Regions from separate parts of the Sus scrofa genome. Here region 2 is linked to region 1. A link is a contact called in public Hi-C data. All regions are on one chromosome and are shown on one strand. Each heading gives the region's core, a stretch centred on a gene start, on an enhancer-like site or on the middle of the called end of the contact. The rest is flanking DNA. Distances are from core to core; before and after follow the strand shown. Region 1 overlaps OXR1 (oxidation resistance protein 1). Region 2 overlaps OXR1 (oxidation resistance protein 1).

Evidence for each region. Hi-C and Micro-C count contacts between places; a contact is called where the count stands out from the background.
Region 2: a Hi-C map of liver shows a contact between it and region 1, with 1.9 times the contacts expected there. The contact joins two enhancer-like sites. A contact is called at or near these places in 1 of 5 promoter capture datasets (liver) and 1 of 47 Hi-C or Micro-C datasets (liver).

The regions. Positions count from the first base shown.
Region 1 is chr4:31,102,617-31,107,734 of Sscrofa11.1, forward strand. All of the region lies in intron 2 of OXR1 (oxidation resistance protein 1), which reads right to left. Among named protein-coding and RNA genes, the nearest start is that of OXR1, 150 kb to the right of the region's middle. Within about 2 kb of position 3,700, at least 3 of the 83 cell types and tissues checked have an H3K27ac peak or open chromatin away from gene starts, as enhancers often do. A contact at or near this core is called in liver, where this site is marked.
Region 2 is chr4:31,172,079-31,176,804 of Sscrofa11.1, forward strand. The region is part of intron 1 of OXR1 (oxidation resistance protein 1); the gene reads right to left. Among named protein-coding and RNA genes, the nearest start is that of OXR1, 81 kb to the right of the region's middle. Within about 2 kb of position 2,578, at least 3 of the 83 cell types and tissues checked have an H3K27ac peak or open chromatin away from gene starts, as enhancers often do. A contact at or near this core is called in liver, where this site is marked.

The sequences.
Region 1 (5,118 bases), core at 2,450-4,949:
TGTACAGCAGAAATTGGCACGACGTTGTAAATCAGCTATATTTTAATAATAATAATAGTAATAATAATAATAAAAACAGATGGCAAGTAGCTGGATTTGGTCTCCCAACCCTGAGGTAGAGATGGAGCTGGGTAACTGTCATTTCAGGTTTCCTTGAGATAATAAATAGTACTAATAATACCATTTACATTGCTGACTTCTGCTTATATTGGGAAATTTCTGCAATTTCCCAATTATTCGAAGGTGCATATTTCATTTATCTTCACAGAAACCCCATAAAGGAGTAATAACAAAAGCAACACAAAAAAAAAAAAAAACAAAAAAAAACAAAAAAAAAACGCAGAGGAAAAGTCATCCCCTTTAGTAAGCCACTTCCTTCCTCAAGGTTGTTTCTACCCTGTTACCTACACCAATCACAACACTTATAGATTATATAGTAATTATCTGATCGTTTGTCTATAAGCTTTTTACAAGCTTTTTAAGAGAAGGGACTGTATTCTGTTTACCTGGCAAAGTACTTAGGAGTTTCTCAAAATCTGTTGTGTGAATGAATGCCCTGGCAAGATTGTCCTAAAAGGAAAGCTTCAACAGTACGGGCTGACTATTTGAAGATGTACTACAAGCCAGGTGCCATGCTCTGCACCAAAAGTATAAACTGTGCCCTCCGGAGCACACCATCTGGCTGGGGCGGGGGGTGAGGTGGTTGGGAAATATCAACAAACTAGCCATAATGTAATATGTAAAATTATATAAGTTCAAAACTATATTGGATTGCTGACAAGGAAGCATACATTTCTCACTATTAATGGTGAGAATAATCACCATAATGTATTAAAGAGAATGTGTTTCATAAGAAACTTTATGCAACTATTTTGTTCTCCAGGAGTTACTCCCCAGAAGGAAGCAATGGGATAGATATCTAGTCCTTTCTCTACATACACATATGCATATTCTCTCTCACTCTCACATGTATGGGTGCATGCACACACATGCACACCACACACACAAACACACAAACACACTGAAAGTCTCTTAAAATAGTGAAAAGACAGGAAACTTATGTAGCCTACTCTCTAAATGAAAAAAAAAAAAAAAAATCCTGGTGGCTAGAACTGAAATTTGAATATTGTCTTCTAGTCAACATCAGCTGTTATTTCAAACTGAGATAACATAATGAAGCCTTCCCTTTTGGCAAAGCATATTAATACCAATAAAAATGGCAAAGCATTATTACAAGTGATAAGACAGATGGCAATAGATTTTAGGCCTGCTGAAAAGCCATAAAAATATACTGGATATTTACAAAGAAGAGAAGTTTCAAAAATGATGAAAAGTAAATTACAGCCCTGTTAAGGCATTTTTAACAGTGTGCCTCTGTGGTGTCAAATAAAGGTAACAGACTCTGTGAAGACATGTCACCTGTCACTTTAGTTATTTGTTTACATTTCCAGGAGTTTCTACTGCATTATAAAGGATGACTCAGATTAAATTCAGGCCATCATCCCTCACAGTAATTAGTTTGCTAATTCTGCAGCACAGCTTTTGGCTTCTGCTCAGCAGTTGGCCTAAGGTTATAAACTGTACTATTTATTAAGCCTTATTAAGACTGCTGTCAGCTGTAATCATATTGCTCCTCCGCACAAAACCTTCAGTGGCTCCCTGTTGCCTTCCTAATTAAGTCCATACTCCTTGTCTTGGCATTTAAAAGTCCTTTTCAATATGTTGCTAACCTTCCTTTCCAGTCTGTATGTTCACCATTCTGAAGCTTGTTCTGATCCGGTCCAAGCAAACTTCTCATTTCTCAAGCATCCTTTCTGATGTATATTCTTTACCCCAGAGGCTCTGACAAGATTAGTCTTTCTGCTTCCCATTTTTAACATCCATGCCCGCCCATCCCTTTCTATGACCCAAGTTTTCCCCAGCTTTTCTGATGTATTTTGAAAATATCCTATTTATTAAAGAATGTAAATTGTACAAATGGAGAAAAAATATCAATTTTGAATGAGATAGAGTTGATTCTAAATTATATATTTTTTCCACTTACTGATGACCTTGAGCAGGTTAAATGAGATCCCACCTGTAACGATCTTATTATAGTGTCTGGCATATGGTAGAAAATCAATATACACTGGCCTTCCTGCCCCTGATTTCTCCAACTCAAAATAGCTTCTTCTCTCCTTGAATGACATGTGACAAAAAACATGTCAACTCTGTCACCTTGGAGTTGTTCATGATGTCTTAGTACTTGTCACAAAGGAAATACCTGCCCTTTTATAAGTGACAAATCATTGATGGCACATATACAAACCAAACCCCCCAAAACCGTCAATGCTGGAAAACAAAATCCTAAATGTTGCAAATAAGCTCATCAAACTCAGAAACTTAACAGAGCCCCCTCACTCTTCATTGAGACAAAAAAAAAATATATATTGGTAAGGAAAAAAAGCACTGTGAATTTCCAATGACAACATTATTACAAGATATTCAACTAAAATAGTTACAGCATTAGCTATATTTTCATCCTATTTTGTTATTTACAACATGCTAACCACCATGTATGCAGTGAGAACTGGGTCTGCTCTGAAAACTAGAAAACATCTGATTAAGAATATAGACTAGATAGCATTGGGCTCTCTAATAAAATAAAAATAAAATCTAATTCTGGGCCCTTAACCAACCTATTAAAATTCTTTTCTGTGTTACTGAAAATTTGTCTTGATTAGGTCTTATCCAGTTTACCAATGTCTAATAATAAGTAACTGTGTCCAGGAGACCTGAAATTTTTTAAGATTTTGGAGTCTTAACCACAACTTTGATAGACTTCGATGCCTTTCTATAATTATTAGTGCATACATTAATAAAGGCCAGTGTGTAAGGAAGGATACTGAATTTTAAGAAGAGTGCTTGGAGAGTCCAAGAGGGTTTGGTTTCTGGGATCAAGTATCTGCATGTGCTCTGAATACACACATTTTAGTCTAATAGTCTAATATTAAATGACCATGTATTTAAAAGCGGCATTAGATCAAAGCAAAAGCCAAAGCCAAAAATTAGCATAGAACGAAAATACTAAAAACATGCCTCATGTATAATGAATATGCCAGATCAGTAACAACCCTAGAAAGATAAGGTGTATATTAAAAACAAAAATCTAAATGAAGGCAAACCTGAATCTTATTTAAAACAAATTTTTCTTTAATTATTTGTCAAAAAATATTCTAAGTCAGTCACAGACAACCAAATGTATTCCCTGGAAAGCAAGGAAAACTCACAAGGTACCTATCAAGAATAACTTTCATAATAATGCAAGTTACCATCTATCACTGAATTTCTATAACACATTGAGCATTAAGTGTTCCCTTAAAAAGCTAATAAAAATAAATAGGATTATGGAAGAGATAAATACACATCATCATCCTGTTATGAAATACATATATCTTTTTAAAAGGAAATGATTTATCTGATTATATAAATAATACACATTTATTATAAAACTTTTGGAAAATACAGGAAAACACCCAAAGGAAAGGAAAATCACCTCCGTTACATACAAGAATTAAAGTTCAATCTACTAGTTAACCAATAAAAAGAAAGACTCACATTGCCTGACTTGATCCTTGACAGAATTCTATTTCAGGGCAGAGTTTTAAAGGTCTAAAACTCCCTGACTCGTGTATTCACCTTGAAAAATGATAATATTTGTTCAAGAACTTTCTGTGCCAAAATAAATTAGGTTATGGAAATTGATAAGAACACTTAGGTGGGAACTGCTCACAGCCCAAAGGTCTGTTTGGTTTTAATGCTGTAAGCTGCACTCTCTTATTCACGGTGGTGACAATTTTAAAAAGGTCTGGAAATTGTTTCCAATGTTGGGCCTTAAGTAGCTTTCATATTAACAGCTCATTTTGAGACGTGAGTTGTAGCTCACATCTGAAGGGCAGATTGCCTTCTGGGATGTTAGGGACTGCTGTGTACGCTACTGGATTTAGCTGAGGAAATTTCCTAAGAGACATAAAAAACCTGAGACAACTTGACACAGTCAAGAGTGAAGGCTGCCCCCCCCCAAAAAAAATTCAGGTTCAAATGCTAGAATTATTAGTATCTCAGAGGAATTGTGAGAATTACCTGATATAGCAACAATAATAAAAACAGGTAACATTTTTGAGTGTTTGGTATTTATTGGCATTGGAAGTATACTAACAAATGTATGGGCATATTTAATTCAACCTTCAAAACAATCCTATGAAGGAGACTCTGCTTTTCTCCCCATTTTACTGAGGGGAGAAACTGAGGACCAGAAAATTAGAAGACTGCAGCGCTAGTGAGTAGCAAAGTCACCACTGGATCCTAAGCAGTTTGGTTCCAACATGTTCAGTTCTTATACTGTGGGAGTGATAGCAAGTATGTAAGAGTGCCTTTTACAGCACAGCACTTTTACTGTTCTGAATATAGTACAAGGCTCCTAGGGTGACACTGTACCTAAAATGATATAGTTTAATCATAAAGCATCAAAGGCACAAGTGGCCCAAAGCCATAAACTCTCTAGATGCTAAAAGGCCAATGTTTTAAGACTCAAAGAGTTGTACAGAAATCAGGGACCTTGGATAAGCAAAGCCTTATCATTGCACTATGGGATATTTATAAAAAAGTATGCAATGAACATATTTTTTTCTTTTTAGGGCTACACCTGCAGCATATGGAGGTTCCCAGGCTAGGGGTTGAATTGGAGCTGCAGCTGCCAGCCTAGACCACAGCCACAGCAATGCAGGATCCAAGCCACCTTTGCAACCTCTACATCACTGCTCACAGCAATGCCAGATACTTAACCCACTGAGCAAGGCCAGAGATGAAACACACATCATTATGGATACAAGTCAGGTTCATTACTGCTGAGCCACAACAGGAACTCTGCAATCAACGTATATTTACTACTGAACACAAATCTACTGTAATAGGGACAGGAGATAAAATGAAAAGTAAGGGACATTCTCTTTCAGAAACTTCATATGGGAGAAGAAGCATCATTCATATGTCTCCCTTAGGACACTGTGGGCTTCTTGAATGAACCAACTAGGACTTTCACACTTTCATATCCTCCATGTTGCCAATTAGGTACCATCA
Region 2 (4,726 bases), core at 1,328-3,827, 68 kb after region 1:
CATAAATTTCTGTGTTGCCTACCTCTTCCATCTCCATCTCTTCCTGGTTCTCCTCTATGTCCATGATTCTTTACAATCTTTCCTCGTTATGATTTTAAACAATTTCTTTATCCTACTTATTCCTTTTACTGACAAACTCCACAAAATACTGCCTATGAACAGTGTCTTCTCTTTTTCACCATCCACTTATGCTCTCTGGTTTCTACTTCAATATTCTCATCAAAAGCAGCTTTCCAATATTCAATTTCAACAGCATTCTGATTCCAATAGCCTCTGTCAGACTCCACTCTCTCTGTCCACTTGTCCCCAAAGCTCCTTCATTGACTTCTGGAATGCTGAAACATTCAGGCTCCCCTAATGCTCTGGTAGTTCATCATCATCCCTCTGTTTCCTTTATGTCAAAATTCTTCAAAGTTTTGTCTAACATGACTTTCCCAGGAGATAATTCAAAAAGTTCTATCGATGAATCTGATCTTTTTTTCCAAAACTTTCAGAACCATTTTGTTCTAGATATTTATTAAACAACTGCCAACTCCTGGTTTCATTTGGTTTTGTTTTTAACCACTTAATAATATCTCCTTAGGTCATTGCCTCTTTTTCCCCTACTACCACCACCCAGGTTACAGCCCTTACAGGTAACTTTTCCCTTAAATGTCTTTATTTTTCAGATATTTTAAAGTATATGAAATATATAAACAATAAATAATAAAGCATAATTTAAAATCTTATGAATGGACCAGCAATCTAATTGAAAAGAGAGTTAAAAAAAAAAGTCCTTTGAACAGTTTAGTGTTTGATGAGGAACATGTCTTTGTTTGGAAAATCCCTGAAGCCTCTCCCTTCAGCCTTAGTCTTCTTTGGTATACAATTTTCAAATCACTGGCTGGAAACTGTTGCATTGGCTTCTAATTTTTCTCTGGCCATCAATCCATATTAGAAATTAACTTTATTAAGGCAAAGCACTTATATACACAAATTCCTTCTTCAGGAAACCTGCGAAGACTCCCTACCACCTAAATACTACACTTGCGATCTTCTCTCACATTGTCCATCCTCTATTTTCTGGCTTGTCTTCATGCCTGTTGGATTGCTACCATTCACAGAATTTGTTTTCACCCACTGCTGAAGGCTTAGCATGGCACTCTGTGCATTGGAACTAGTCAAAAATATTAAATTGAATTCTCAGTTCAAAACTGAAAATTTTCAGGTATACATTGTTATACAAGGGTAGCACTAAATAGATACGCCTTTTTAAAAGTATGATGCATCTTGGCATTCCCATTGTGGCTCAGCAGATTACAAACTTGACTAGTATCCCTGAGGATGTGGGTTTGATCCTTCACTCAGTGCGTTTACGATCCAGCATTGCCATTAGCTGTGGTGTAGGTCACAGACACAGCTTGCATCCTGCATTGCTGTGACTGTGGCATATGCCACAAGCTGCAGCTCAAATTTGACCCCTAGCCTGTTAGCTTCCATATGCCACAGGTACATCCCTTAAAGTAAAAAAAGTATGATGCATCTAAACTGCCTAAGGATTTTTAGAATTTACAAAACATTTTAATGAGTCACTAAAGGTTCAGTCTTGTATGGACTGCCCAGTGAAAAAGATTGCCAAAATTCAGTCTAATTAAAAGCAGAAAGAAAAAAGCAGCAGATTTTTTTTTTCTAAATAAATCTTTCAAGGGAAAAAATATCTTAGGCACACTTCATGAATCTTCCTATAGTCTCAGAATGTAAGCACTCTAATATTCAAAATTTGAGAGACATGGTGGAAACCAACCTGTAACGCAATGTAGGTTAGGAATGTAATACATAGTTGTTGATTTTTTCCAGAAGACTGGCCAGCCCTGGCTTCCAGGCCCTTTACAGTTCAGCTCAGATCACCTTGTTCATCCTCATCTCAAGCTATCCTGACCCTGCTTGGCTCCTAAGGCCTGGCAACACCATGCTTGGGTGTCCTGAATAAAGTAAACAATATGATGCCTATAGTTCAGAATCAACAGACGGATCCTTATATTCCCACTTGCAGGAATGTCTCTTCCCTCCCGGTCTGGAAGATCTGAGGCAGGAAATACATGGGCTCCAGGATAGACATTTACAACTACTCTCACGTTTATACTTCTTGATGCAGGACATAGGTGGGCTCCAGGATAGAGTTTACAACCAGCCACGTGTTTATACACTGAGATAGAAACACTAATGGGAATAAGGCAAATAACTGGACTTTCCCTTCTGTGCAAAGTTAACCAATGTTAAACAATTGCTTAATACTGTTAAACAAAGGTAATGGCAGGGGTAGAGAAGGGCTAAGCTCTGTCAGGGTAAGAGATCAACAGGTCACATACCTCCCATCCTCGGGGTCAGGGAGACCCCAACTACACATGTGCAGAAAGACCCCTCAGGGTCAAGAAAGGAAGGAGACTCAGGCCATAATAAGTCCTGGTAACCTTCGCACAGGCCCTTGCTCTGGAATCCATCTGGGCCAAAAGATGCACACACAGATCGGGAAGGGCCCTGGCTCTGATCGGGTGTAGAAAGAAAACAAGATAATTGCCCAAAGGAAAACAAAGACCTGGAAGAACTGCCTCTATGTAAGTTATTTAAATCAACCCCTTGGCACATTTCCCACTTGCAGGGGTGTCCACATGCCCTGTTTTGCTCCTGAACTGTTTCTCTGTGTGCTTTCCCACATCTTGTACTTGTCTCTAACAATAATCTTTCTACCTATAAAAACAGTCTTCACCTCCTTGAAACATTCTTGCCTTCAATGGGGCAAGAATCAGGGCAATTCAATTCCAATTTTCACCTAGGCTGTCCAGGTGCAATTCCTGAACAGGGAATTAAGGTCTCACTTCAAGTCATCACTCACGGCTGTCTCTCTGAGATCCTATTTGTCCTGCAAAATGCAGCTCAAATACCAGCACTTTTGTAATTTAAAACTTGGTAGAATGATGTCCCTTTCCTATCTGCACCCTTCTCATTATATACATATTTCTATTGCAATAGTTACCACATTTCACTAATGTTATGGTTTACCTGTCTGATACTGTTATGGTTTACCTGTCTGATACTACTTAGCATGGTTTATCATCTAGAAGGAACAATCAATAAATACCTCTTAACTGATCTTATTGAATTGCTGTATTATTATGGTCACTAAAATTACTGATTTTTCTTCTGTTCTTCCCTCTGATTAACAATGAGGTCATCTGCATACCAGAGACTCACAAGACAGATATAAACCCTACTTCCAAGAAAAGAAATCTTACATGTTATAGCTTCTTTGTTGAAAACCACTAGTCAGTCTCTACATGTATTCTTAGGGAGTTTAGCATCTTAGAGTGAGGCATTTCCTTCAGATACAGATTACAAGAAAAATATTTGCATGTCACCCTTTACTAAGGCAAATGTTTTCTTCTTTTGGACATTATTCGAATATACCCAACATCATCAAAATCAGTTCACTCCCTTTAAACAAGTCCTTTCAGTGAGCCTGGAAAAGAAGTGGTTTTCTCTAATAGCCTTTCGCTGTCTTTTTGCAGAGACAGACATGCTTAATTAAAACTGAGGAACTTATGGCTTTTGGAGTGAGAGAAAAATGTCTCTAAACATCAGAGTATCACTGAAGGTTCAAGGAAGCCACAGCCCACGGAGGTACACTGTTACTTTTGCAGGGGGATGATGCCGAGATTGGTGAAATGAATTAAGGGTGGAAAAAGAGTTCACATATCTACACTGATATGGAAAAAAAATTGTTCTTAACTTATCATCCACATTGTATTTCTTTACAGAACCAACAGCATCAACAACTTCATCAACTATCTTATAAAATAAAAATTAACTCAGGGGTTCCCTGTTGTTCTAGTGGTTAAGATTTGGCACTTTTACCGCTGTGGCTCAGGTTCAATACATGGTCTGGAAACTGAGTTCCCACATCAAGCCACTGCACGACACAGCCAAATAAATAAAATAAAAATTAACTCGTCTCCACTTCAATTCTTTATGCTGTTCTAAGAATTCACACCCCTAAAAAAATGAACTTCAGAAATTATGACTCCTTGAGTAACGACTGAATGCCTCCTTTGTCTAAGTTTTATGATTTGAGAATTACATAACAGACAATTTACAACATTTCCTTAAGGGCCCCAGGGTGTTCAGAGTTATACAAATACATGGGTTATTGTTGGTTGGTTGGTTGGTTTTTTTAACATTACTTTTAAATGTTCACTTAATAGTTGTGTCAGCTCATCTTTGGATATTTCATGCCCTGGATCTTTGGTCTTATCCTCTGATAGATGATATTCACTTTAAAATGCCAGATTTTATCAAGAAAAGTAGTATTTATGAAAATTTACTGGCTCCCTTTGTCAATATTTTTCTGTAATTCACTGGGAAAGACTGCTGCAACCTCATCACCAAGAAGCTGCTTCCTCTGTGATCTTCAAATGCTGCTGTCTTGCATAGTTTTTAAATCATTTGTACAATTCTAGGCTTGAGGTTCAAACTTGACTTCTTTACCAAATGATCTCTTTCATCTTCTTCTTCAGATCTTCAAAGTAGGTAGTACCTTCAGTAGCATCTACCTGGTTTCAAAGACTATGATTATCCACTGCATGAGACATATTTCTAACATTTCAAACATACCAGGCCATGCTTGAGTGACACAGTGAAGCTTTCCAAGATGAAAAATCCTATTATAGTGTTGTCATAGATGTTATAGATG